Linked DNA regions of Mus musculus: region 2 is linked to region 1. A link is a contact called in public Hi-C data. All regions are on one chromosome and are shown on one strand. The core of a region is the stretch at or near the end of the contact, and the rest is flanking DNA. Distances in the headings are between cores, read along the strand shown. Region 1 overlaps Abhd17c (abhydrolase domain containing 17C). Region 2 holds the start of 2610206C17Rik (RIKEN cDNA 2610206C17 gene).

Region 1 (6,331 bases), core at 1,416-3,915:
ATGTGTTAAAGGACAACTTGTGGGACTTGGTTTTCAACTTCCACCATGTGGGTTCTGGACACTACACTCTGGTCATCAGGCTGGGCAGCAAGCACCATAAGCTATTGAGCCATTTCATCAGGCCCAAGACGAAGACATTTCCTACCACATCTTTATGCCAATGGGAATGGTATTTGTTGACTTTTGTAATGCAATTCAAATGACAGAAAGCCAAAAGAAGCCTGGCCAGATGGCTTCCTGCCAAGTCTTATGACCTGAGTTCAAACTCTGGAATCCACATGAAGGACCATACTCAGCAAGTTATCCTCTGATCTCCACAAACACACTGTCTGCCTGCCTGTCCATCCTCCTTCTTCATTCTCTCTCTCTCTCTCTCACACACACACACACACACACACATTTTTAAAAAGAGATTTATTTATCATTATACATAAGCACACTGTAGCTGTCTTCAGACACACCAGAAGAGGGTGTCAGATCTCATTATGGGTGGTTGTGAGCCACCATGTGGTTGCTGGTATTTGAACTCAGGACCTTTGGAAGAACAGTTAGTGTTCTTACCCACTGTCACCAGTCCCCTTAATTTTTTTTTTTTTAAAAGGAAACCCAAGAGAAGTCACTGGATAATACAAGAAAGGATGTGAATGTTTATAAACTACATATTGTGGTAATAAAAGCTGAACTGGAGCCAAGCAAGAGGTAAGGGTGCAGCAAGGTGACCCCCTCAAATGCACACACAATAAGTTTAAATCCCCTAGTTAAAACCACCCACACAGAAAGCACAGACCCAAAAATAATTGTCAAAAGCTGGGGTGCCTGGCAGGAGCTGATACTAAAACTCCTGTACAGAATGCTGGTAACTATCTGAAGCTGCTGCGGGGAGGAAGGAGTTAGGGAACTAAGAGCACCCATGGTCCCCACTGCATTCTGTGCTGTTGCTGGCATCATATATATATATGCATTCTCCTTGTGAAGCTTGGTCCTCAAAACGTCACTCAGCTCTCCTGGCACTTACTACAGGCGCACTGACTGATCAGTGTAGTAACTAGAGATAATCTGTAGTTACTGAGACATAACCTATGTGAATGTCCCCAGGTAAAAATTCTGAGGATGGTGTCACTACCTGGGTTCACTGGTTACTGCTTTAGGAGGAAATTAAAGAGGCTTGGTTCAGACAGGTCCCCAAAATGACTATTTCTCTCTCTTACTTTACACCTTGTCCTTCATAAATCAGGTGTCTCTTAAGCTGTGACAAAAGATGCAAACTATTCACTGCAATGCTGTCACTTAGCTCCCAGGTCACCAGACGCTAATGCATTTACATTACATTTCAATTTCTCATCAAAAAAAATCAAGACAGAGTCATTAACAAGATCAGTGGCAAGGGAATATGGAAGAAGCTTGTCACTCAAAATTAAAAGAACATGTTTATTTATCTTTTATTTTCTTTGCAGACAGAGTTGTACTGTGTACTGTGTACTGGTGGCCTGGAACTCCCTATGTAGACCAGGCTGGTTTTTGAGCGCACAGTTCCTCCTAACTCTGACTCCCCAGTACTGGATTAAAGATGTATGCTACCATGTTTGGTCTTCAAGAAAGTACTTAATATCAGTGTTTCAAAAATATTCAAAGCTGGTTTTAGAAAATTAAACACTAAGTTAGGGACCTGTTTTGGCCAGAGTTCTTATAGGAGAAAAACAGTTGGGGATGGTCTCACCACAGGTGTGAAGTGCAATGACACTGCTAAGCATGCAGAGTCCCACCTTCCCAGAGCAAGCTGCTTCCCCCACACATGACCTGCAGAACCAGAACTCGTCTGCTACAGTTGTCCCAGAATTGGAGCATCTGAGCTCCTAGGAGCCCTAGGAATCCTGCTAGGTATAATATCCACTACTTGGAAAGAAATATGCCAGGCACCAAATAAGGTTTTCAGAGACCTATGCGGCCCACAGTAGTCTGGGACTCACTATGTAGCTAAGGCTGGCCTTGAATTCCTTGAATAGTCTGTCTCCTAAGTGCCGGAATCACACCTGTGTGCCACCATGCCCAACATATGCAGTACTGCAAACTGAACCCAGGGCTTTTTTTTTTTTGTGCACAGTCGGCAACCACTCCATCTTCTGAGCTATATCCTTAGCTCCAAATGGAAAGATAAAAGTGCTAAAATTAAAATGTATAAGACACATGTGCTTGAAATGACTACAGTGAAGATAAAAAGGATTTAGCACATTTAGCTCTGATTCCCCCAACACAAACAGCCCGCACAGTAAACGATCACTAGCCTCTAGATAAGAGTGCATGTTCAAGTATAAAGAGAAAAGGGGGACACTTAAGGAACACTTATAAGAAGCTACAAAACCATCTGTAAAAGTCAAGCCATAACTAAGACCCTCTGTCTTCAGCACTCAATGAATGAAGCCGCCAGGACACTGTCTGCAGTTCTGCTTGACTCACTATTCGTAGAGATGCACACTGTGCGGGGAGGCAGGAGAGAAGAGCAGGATTCGAACCACAGGAGATAGATGACCACTTCTCTACCTTTGCTCATGGCAAAACTAGTGCATTTTAAACAAATACAAACATAAACTGACAGCTAGATGGGGTGATAGCTAGATGGGGTCATGCAAAGTATCAACAATTGATCATCTGATTGACCAAGTTTTGTGTTGGGGGTATGACTCAATCCTGGTACACCTGCTAACATAAGCAAGGCCACAGGGTCTACTTCCAGCACCGTGAGTGAAATGAAAACTAACTCTGAACTTGGCATTAGAACTTTATGAGAGTAATTAAGTCCTAGGTCAGTATGAGTATAGCCTAGATGACTAGATTTTATACTTGCCAAATTGCCCCTTTCTTCCCCAAATAAAATAAAAGAGTTAATAAGTTTACAAGCAGCAATCAATTATTACAATAAAAAGCAGAAAAGTGGTAATTTCTTCATCTGGCTTTCCAGGAACTGGCGCTGTCTTTGTTTCCTGCTTTCCTACTTTGCTATGGAGTCAAAATGTCTTCTTGGGCCATTGACATTAGGAGTTTACTACATCATTACCATCCTCATCACTCCACCAAGGATCATGTGACTGTCACAATGCTATTCTTAATAATGGAAGAGCCAAAATCTGAAAACCTGTTGACAAGTACAGAACTTTACAGAGTACAGTGTTTCACCATGCCTCTGAATCTCTCTGGCTAATTTGAGACTAAACTTGAATGGGATCAGGGAGTTGGATGGGGGAGAGGCTCCGTCCTGCCCAGCTGTCTCCAGGCTCTGTCTGGACAGGTCTCCAGAACTCCCCTTGCTTTAGGAGCAAATGAGGCCATCACTGTCTAAACTTTGAGACCAATGTACCAACTGTTAACAAGCTATGAATCACACCTCCAACTGGGTCACAGAACTTGTCTTACTTGTTCCTGTGGTCTCCAAACAAGCCCATTGGGAGCCAAGTCCTCAGGTCAGTAAGTCATTCCAGAACTGCCCAGTGTCTGTCTTCCAAGCAACTGCTGCTGAAGACAAACATTTTACTCCAGGAAGGAAGAGACTTGAGATGCTAATTTAAGTTCCATAAAGAAATCAAACTGATGTTTTAAATACCACCCCCTCCACCCCCCCTCCCTATTTAAATAGTATTGTTCTAGCAGTGGCTTTGCTACAGTTTCAAAGCCTTAGCTTCAACAGAGCATTTCAAAATAAACAAACAAGTTAACTGAGTTAACCATTAATCATAACCAAGAACAGGAATATCAGTAAGTGAGGCAGCACACTCAACTGCTCTAAACGGAGGAAAGGGTCCAACTCGGAAGACACAACTTGGAAGCAACTACCAACAGACTCACTGAGGTGGGTCATAGGACTGTTTAAAAGTCGGGAGAAATGATGACAGCTGACACTCACTCCTCAGCCCCTGGCTCAGCAACCCACTGCCAACTGGCTTCCTTTTGCTAACTCCCCAAGTGCACAGCCCACCTCCTGCTCTTCCCATAGAACTGTTCTCAGGATCAAAGGTACCTGGAGCACTTTGAAAACTGCAACTCCCTTAGAAACACCAGGTTTCTATTTTTCACATCGCCGAGGACGAGCTATACACTTAAGTGACTCATTTCTCTTCTTTTCAGTCAAAAAACAAAAAACTTACCAAACTTTGCCAACACCAGGGGAAAAACAACTCTTTAAAAAGAAACCCATTTTATAGAAAAGGAACCTGAAGCACAAGGCTCAAAAACTACTCTGGAACCCAAACAACCACTCTTGAGAGAAGCTGCTTCCTTCTTCAGGCATTTCCAGAGCCAGAAAGTACTGTCTTCAGAATGTTGTTTGTTACACAACCACAATTCTGAGCTCCAAGGGGTAGTGGAAGTCAGTATAGAATGGAAGGTATTCAAAGTCATCTTTTCAGATGCCAATTAAATATTAAGTATGTGCAATGTAAACCCCTACTTGGCATTTAGCTCTACATCCTACAGGGACACACCAAGTACTGAATTTGTTCAAAGACTGAAATTTCTAAACATTTTATTGTTGTGCTCAAATCTTACAATTCAGGAAAAGAAATCCTAGGGTACTGGCCTTTGAACTTGAAATGAGAGCAGGAGACTGAGCCTGTAGGCTACACAACTGATGCACACCCAAAGGCACAGCAAAATGAAGCAGACAGGGAGGATGATAATTCACACACAGAACTCTAAATTCTGATCTTGCCTTAATCTTAGGCGTGATTGTCCTGCACAACACACACACACATACACACACACACACACACACACACACACACACACACACCATGTAGAACACAAGCTCTGAGAACACAGGCTCCAGAGTCAGCCCATCTGGGATCAAACTCTGGTTTGCTGTTTTAATTCAGTGTGATCCAAATCAAGTCATTCATTTTTCTGTAGTCTTCAGTTTCTATACCTGTGAAATGGGTCAGCCAAAATCCCTGCTTCATGGATGTAGTGTGCTGAAATGTGTAATAGATGAAATAGTTATTTTCAGCACAAATACTGCCTCAGCAGAATGGGCACAAAACTCTTATTACAAAAAACAGAGGCACTGAGGCCCAAAGACAGGAGCTGACAGCTGTGTATTTTGGTAGTTACCCAGAAGCCACTGCTCCCTTAGGGTTCTGACCAACTGTCACTGATCTACCCATCATCTTTACATGATTAATGCAGGAAAAAAAATCAGCCAATAACCTACAGCCCTCTTCTAACTCTCTGGTATTACATGCACTTGAAAGCCCCTTTAGTCCACACACATGAAGCCCACTCTCCAGCTGCCATCCAGCACTGTCTACTGTATGCTGAGGAAAGTGGGGTGGCACACCTGCTCACCGCCAGACCAGAAAATGGGATCCTGCCAGCAAGCAGACAGCCAGCCTGGCTGTGTTTCGATGCTTTTACATTCTTCCTTTGAAAAAGAACAGCCTACACAAAGTTCTTAGAACAGCCTGGTGCCGTGAGTGAAGATGGATGCTGGATGGCAGGATGTTAATAACTGCTCAAAGAGGAATACTAATGTCATTGGGTTTATTCCCGAGTTTCCTTACTTTACTTATATTTTGAGATTTTCCAAATAAAGTGGCTTTCCACAAACATTATGGTATGGGAAAAGGGAGCACCAAGATCTCACCAAGACCAGAGGGGATGAGGCAACAGTCAAGCAGTTAGTGAGACGGCATTCTTGTCACTGTTAACTGACAGTATTTGTAATAACCACAACCATTATCACAAGTATTATAGAACAGAATAGGAGGCTGTACATACACATATTAAGGATGGTAGTTAGTTCCCTGAGAGTAGCTAGACTTGCACAACACACACACACACCCTGTCCCCTCTAAGCACTTTGGTCATCCCTCCTTTTTGGAATGTATATGTGGGGGGTGGGTATTATTTTTGAAAGCTTCATCTTTCATCACGACTGGTTTAAGGAACTGCATTACAGGCTATAGAGAAGACCTCAATTTTCCCAGATCCTTGTACCTCCCAGAGCTAGGTTATACTTCCACACTAATCCTGGAGAGGGACTTCACTGAAACTAAAACTGTACCAGCGGCCTGACTGGGGCTTTTGTGGCCAGAATTAAGGAGATCAAGACCTACGGACCTTTAATCTGAAAAGGCCAAGTGCCCGAAACACAAAGCCAGCACTTCAGACTCTGTCTAGCCCATCCACTAATGCCATCAGAACAGGTAGGGCCAGCTCTGCAGGAAGAATGTGCTGGGCACCTACTACTTAGTCTAAGAACAATTAGCTATGACTGTGTCTTTCCTCAAGGAGGTCACATTCCCAGAAGGCAGACACGCAAGCTACTCAGAGGACTAGGGAGGGG
Region 2 (6,331 bases), core at 2,561-5,060, 550 kb after region 1:
TGGAAGATGGATCAGTGGCTAGGAATGCATACTGCTCTTTTAGAGGACCTGATTTTAGATCTCAACAGCCATATCATACAACTTGACTGTAATGCCAGCTCTCAGGGGTTCAATACTCATTTCTGGACACCTCCCCACCCTCAAGAAACCAGTGTTCACTCCATGTACACACACAAACACACACACACACACACACACACTCTTACTTTTCAGATGAAATAAAAATGTAAAAGTAATAACCAAGATATTTTAAAAATTCAATGAAGTAAACAGGGGTTAGGAGAGAGGAGAAAGGAGGAAGGCCTATAAGCAAATACAAGGGAAATGAAGAGCCAGAAAAAATATTTGCAATACAGAGTAAAAGACTGCTATCCTAGACAGATAAAAGGCACAATAAAAAAGATCTTACAAGTATAAACACTGAATCATGGCCAATCTGAACTAGGACACGCTGCAGGTAGATGGTACACATCAGCTCCAGAAGTGCAAAATAGCCCACAAATAATCTCTCACATTCACCGCATATTCAAAGTACTGCATCTTAGGTTAAATCAAAATATATTTCACTGCCTTTCTCTTGTCCTAGGGCCACGAGAAAATTTTAAATTAACATGGCTCAGATTTGCAATTTGCATTCATTTCTATTGGCACAACCAGTGTAGGTTATATAAACCACAGTAAAACTGTGTCTGAATTTTATCTCATGGATCGAAAAGTCACTGAAGGACTTTGAGCCTAGGACTATCATATCTATAAACACATTCAGGGCTGGCAAGATGGCTTAAGTGGGTAAAAGTTCTTGCTGGGCAAGCCTGAGACCTGAGTTTGATCCCAAGAACCCATGTAAACATAGAAGAAACTACAAAGTTGTTCTGACCTCTACATACACACATTTCACTTCACTTTACATCATATCACATACATACACACCCACACACCCAGAGAGAGAGAGAGAGAGAGAACACACACACACACACACACACACACACACACACAAACATCTTCTAGACACTAGAGCAACCAGCACAGACTATAGGGAGCAAAACCTGAAGGAAGGGTAACAATTAGATGAGTACGATTATCATCTTCTATAAAACAAAGGAGTGGGGACATTACATTTGGAGTAAGTTTTGAAAGTGGAGCCAGCCTATCCACATTTAGAACCCTTAGAACACCTAGACTCACACTATCCTGCCTCAGTCTCTGGAGTAGCTGGGACTACAGTGGCATAAACAAGACACACACACACACACACCCTACACACTTTGATAAAAATTTTAAGAAAAAATTTGAAATGCTTATAAAGACTTTAAAATGAATGTTCATGTGCATTGACTCAGCATCGGTACCAAGACTGAATCCTAAAGAAACATGTAGTAGCTTAGGAGATACAAAATACACAGGAAGACCACAGGTATGCTTGACAAAATGTTAATTAACAATGCTTATCTGTGGAAGTACTTGTGTTCCTACACATCTTCAAAATGTGGGAGAAATCCCCAAACTCTCTGTCAGTGTGATTTGTAGTAAAATATAGAACTAAGTTTTAAAAGCAGAAGCAACTACACTATAAAAACAAAACATCTGCAAGCTACAAACATCAAAAAAATGCCCCCTAGCCAGATGTGGTGGCACACGCCTTTAATCCTATCACTGGAGACAGTTGACTGGGGGAATCTCTATGAGTTCCAGGCCAGCCTAGTCTATATAGAGAGTTCTAGGCTTTATAGTGAGACCCTATCTAAAAAAATTAAAAAGCTCCTCTCTCATGCCTTCAACAAGTTATTCAAAGCATACACACACATGCGCGCACACACACACACACACACACACACACACACACACAAAGGAGCAAAATTAAAAAATTAAAGACATTTGTCTAGAGCAAACCCTAGGACATTCTTAAACCTAAAAAATACTTCAATGTGTGGTTGACAAGTCTTGAAAAACTTAGTACACTCACATAGTCTTCTCAAAAGTGGCGGAGGGTCACGTGGGTCCTAATGTTTCCCTTAAAGGATCTGCTCTCTGACACTCTCCCTCCAACAAAGCCTGTGCCAACTAGGCAGACAAAGCTTACTCCAAGTTTCTTTTGCAAGACGGACGGTTTTAAGGCAAAGAAGACTCCTCAATAACCTGCCAGAGACTGCAGGGAGGGGAGGAGTGGTGGAGAACAGACAGGGTGGCTTCACAAAACATGGAGTTTTCTCCCACTTGCTGGTTTTGCCCTGAGAAGTACCAAAGGGTGCCAAACTTTCCACAGCCGGTTTGAAGGGATTCGGTGTAGAGATTAACAGAAATCTTAGTTCCTCATGCAAACATAGCAACTAGGAACCAGTCACAAGAACAGTGAGTCTTCCTGATTAAAGGAAGGAAGCAGAATCGTAACGTTTTCATCTCTATTTTATTACTGATTGCCTACAACTTTCTACCACGATCTACAGTATTTACTTTTCGACAGGCAACTTGGGCAACAACAGCTGCAAGAAGAAAAGTTCCCAGAGTACACTTGTTAGAAGCAAAACAAGAAACACCATCGAAACACTGGGGTGAAGGGAGGAACACAGCATTAAGAAACAATGAAATGGATGAACCACAACCATACACTATCTGTCCAAAGTTCAAAGGGCAAGGAACCTAAAGTGACACTGTTTGAAGAGATTAGTGTGTGACAAAACTAATTTTTAAAAGGCTAGAGAATGAGCAAATCCACCGAGTCTAGAATGTTTATTTACCTCAGTAAGAAACAGTAAACTGGGTTAGGCCAGATAAGAAACTCGTGAACACATACAAGTTTGAGTAATGTTCTAGTTCTGGCTCTGGAGTGAGGAGTCTGAAAGTTTATGTTTTCTCTCTTTATAGTACATTGTGTTGTGTATTCTCCCAGGACTGACCATTACTTTAAAAACTTTGTGATATAACTCATATTGTGAGTTTTGACATTAACACAGGAAAGTATGGCTGCAGTCAAAACAGCAATCAAGCCTGAAATTTTCCTATCTGTGCCTATTACCCCTCTTACATGTTTGTCTCCCCGCCCCACCCCACCCCCACCCCGAGACAGGGTTTCTCTGTGTAGCCCTGGCTGTCCTGGAACTCACTGTGTAGAACAGGCTGGAATCCGCCTGCCTCTGCCTCCCAAGTGCTGGGATTAAAGGCGTGCGCCACCACGCCCGGCTTACGTGTTTTTTAAATGTTAAAAAAAAAAAAAAAAAAAGGAAAAAGGAAAAATTAAGACAATGTCTTTTCTCCATTTAAATGTTCATGGTTTACCAAAAAATTGTCCCCGCAGGCCTGGAAATAATACATAAAACAGCAATTGCCATAAAATACTTCATAAATAATCTCAAAAGCCTACGTGGCATTTTAATTAGGAAAAGGATAAATTTCGAATATAGTTTGAAAGTGACGTTTAATTTCGGTTTTCGGAACCACTAGGTGCTGACTACCAAGCTAGTTAGCATGCACGGCTTGGAGGTGACCCCAAGGCCCCAGTTCCCACAAACGCCTGACAATTCTGGATGATGATGGCAAATCACTGAGTTCTGATAGAGTTAGATTGACTTCAGACGCCACACTCCGTGTAGCTTGTTTACGCATCCAACAGTGAGAAACTTGAAAACGCTCTCAGAGGAGCAGAGAGCTTGGAATCCCGGAGACTCCCTCTGAGCCTTCTCTAGCCTCAGCCTACCAAAGGGACGTGAGGACGCTGCCCGGCGTGCGGCAGCTGCTCCGGACTGGCCCCAGGCGCGCCCACCCCGACCCCGAGCTCAGCGCGCGCCCGGGGAGCCCGGGACCGCGCCCCACCGGGACCGCGCCCTCCGCTCGCCACTGCGAGGCCACCTGCTGCGCCGCCCGCCGCTTCCGGCTCCCAGGCCGCCCGGAGGCTGCGCCCACCGCTGCCCGCACTCCTCACCTGGCGGCGGCCCTCTCCGCCGGACGCGCTGCCGCCGCCGCCTCTCGCCGCCGCTGAGAGTGAGGACAGGTGAGGCCGCCAAACCCCCACTCGCTCCCGGCCCGCCGCCGCCGGCCCTCCGTCCGCTGTTTATTAAACTTTTCTGTTTGGCTGCTCGGCCTGTGACGCGGCCTCAAGGGAGCGCCCGCGATTGGCTCTCAACGCGCGCTGACGCGGCAGTCCCAGCCCGCTGCCTAATTATGACCGGCCCGGGCGGGGCCGCGGGCCGGAGGCGGCGTGGGGGCGGGGCCGGATCTCGGAGAGTGCTATTATTGGTCAAGGCATTTGAGGGGCGTGGCACAGAGGCGCTGCTTTTCTCTCGGCCACGCCCCTGCCTCGGCCAGGTCAGCGGGCTAGGTTAGCTTTTTGATGTTGCCTCAGGAGCAAGAGGGCTCTGGTGCAGACTTGGGGGACGGCGAGGGGATGGGGTGTCTGATGACGTAGCTCCGGGCTCTGCATCCTCCCAGGGATAGACTACCCTTGTCTAGAGCTGGTGTTCCACCTGCGTAGTTTGAGAGACGACATAGATTGAGATTCTGTTGCCCAGGCCCCTAGAAGACCAGGAGGGCCAGCCCAAAGTGCCAGGTCTGAACTCTGCCCTGTCCTGAACCACGATTTACAGAGAGCGAGACCTGAGGCGTGTGTGCTCGCTTGTGTAATACACACCTACACGCCTGGACTCGGGAAGCCCCCTGGACCTTCTCGCGGAAGCGGTAGATTCTAGTCCAGCAGCCCTGCACAGGTTGTGCGGGAGAAGTGGGGGACAGCTCTCCTGAGATTTCCCCAGCCCAAACAGGATTGCCTAGAGTCCTGTCTTTATTTGAAATTATGTTATTTTGTTAGTCTTGGGGTTGTGCCTTTTGGTGTTTTACAATGTTTATCTTTGTCACTGTGCTCTCTTTACCTATTTCCCTGAAATTTCTGCCCTATTTTTACAGTAATAGGGGCTCATGGTCACAAGGTTGAGATACGGCTAACCATGTGTGGTTTGGGCTGCTTTCTGTAATCCTGTAGAATAAGGAGGAGACAGAATAGAGGACATGGTGGAGGTCAGGTAGAATTCTTTGAAGAAAAGGTGGCATTTGAAAAATTCTTATGACTTCATGGAAAACGAAAGGAAGTGTTCCTGAAGAGGGCTTGGGAGAAACACACAATGCTCTTGTGAGGTGACAGACAAGTTTCTGGGGCAGGATATTCTAAAATAAATCACCAAAGCTAAGCCTGGCCAGCCACCGTGGCCCAGGCCTTTATACTTTCAGCATGGAGAGGCAAAGAAAAATATACCTCTGTGAGTACTAGGTCAGCCTGGTGGATATAGCAAGTTCCAGGGTGACCAGAGCTAAGTAGTGAAACCCAGGGCCAAATAAAATAAAGCTAAGCCTGCTGTTCGAAACCAGAGCAGAACAGAAGGTCCCTACCCAGGGCCTAAGGGTGTTTTTGAGGCACATTCAACCCATTCAAAATTTATATTTAAGGTTGGAGTAATGATTCAGCAGTTAAGAGCACTTACTGCTCTTGTAGTGGTCTTAGGTTGGGTTCCCAGCATCTGCGTGGTGGCTCACAACTGTCAAAACACTCATACACTTGAAAATAAATCTTTAAAGCCAGGTGTGGAGACTCACACCTTTAAACTCAATACTAGGGAGGCAGAGGCAGGTTGATCTCTGTGAGTTCAAGGCCCATCTGATCTACATAGTGAGTTTCCAGACAGGCAAGGCTATGTACAAAACCAAAACCAAAACAACAACAACAACAACAACAACAACACACACACACACACACACACACACTTAGAAACATGGGCTAAAACATCGAGAGGATTTTGCCCAAGAAGATGATCTGTAATAGGGGAGACAAGGCTATAGATAGACTGGGAACGGTTTGAGGTTCAATTATGGCAGGCCTAAAAGGTCAAAGCGAGTAGTTATTTTATTTAGTAACATATAAGAACTTCTTAGACATGAGGAGGGAAGGAAAAGGAAGGGTGGATGGATCCTGACAGCTAAAAGATGCTGCAAGTGTCAGGAATCATTTTCCAGCCTGGAATTCTTTTAGGGTTCACTAGTTTCTGGCCGTTGGGAAGGAAAATTATATGAGAAGAATGTAGAATTTCGTCTAGGGTTTAAATTGTTGCTCAGGCACTTTTTGACTTACTACATTGAGCCATCTCTAATCTTTCTATGTCCTAAGTTTAGTGAGTGATGAAAAGATTTTTCCACCTCTAGAGAGGTAATTCTAATGGAGGGCATGCAAATAAACCTAATAGCAAACATCTGTATGCTGTGAATTATAAGGTGATATGTGACCTAGATGGAGAAGGTAACTATATAAACAGATGCTTGAAGGCTGTTGGACCAGGGACAGTAGTCAGGATAG

The links. A called contact is a pair of places that touch in the nucleus more often than the background predicts.
Region 2: a Hi-C map of liver shows a contact between it and region 1, with 2.1 times the contacts expected there. The contact joins the promoter of 2610206C17Rik here to the enhancer-like site in region 1. A contact is called at or near these places in 2 of 39 promoter capture datasets (cranial neural crest and liver), 6 of 484 Hi-C or Micro-C datasets (CD4 T cells, LSK cells, embryonic stem cells and 2 more), 1 of 115 datasets of contacts at active chromatin or transcription factors (extraembryonic endoderm stem cells) and 1 of 9 other capture datasets (liver).

The regions. Positions count from the first base shown.
Region 1 is chr7:84,132,651-84,138,981 of GRCm38.p6, forward strand. The region is part of intron 1 of Abhd17c (abhydrolase domain containing 17C); the gene reads right to left. Among named protein-coding and RNA genes, the nearest start is that of Abhd17c, 16 kb to the right of the region's middle. Within about 2 kb of position 2,666, at least 53 of the 459 cell types and tissues checked have an H3K27ac peak or open chromatin away from gene starts, as enhancers often do. A contact at or near this core is called in liver, where this site is marked.
Region 2 is chr7:84,685,830-84,692,160 of GRCm38.p6, forward strand. It overlaps 2610206C17Rik (RIKEN cDNA 2610206C17 gene), which reads left to right and starts at 3,811. Exons shown (of 5, transcript NR_038175.1): 1 at 3,811-3,985. It overlaps Zfand6 (zinc finger, AN1-type domain 6), which reads right to left and starts at 4,128. Exons shown (of 7, transcript NM_001360578.1): 1 at 3,917-4,128.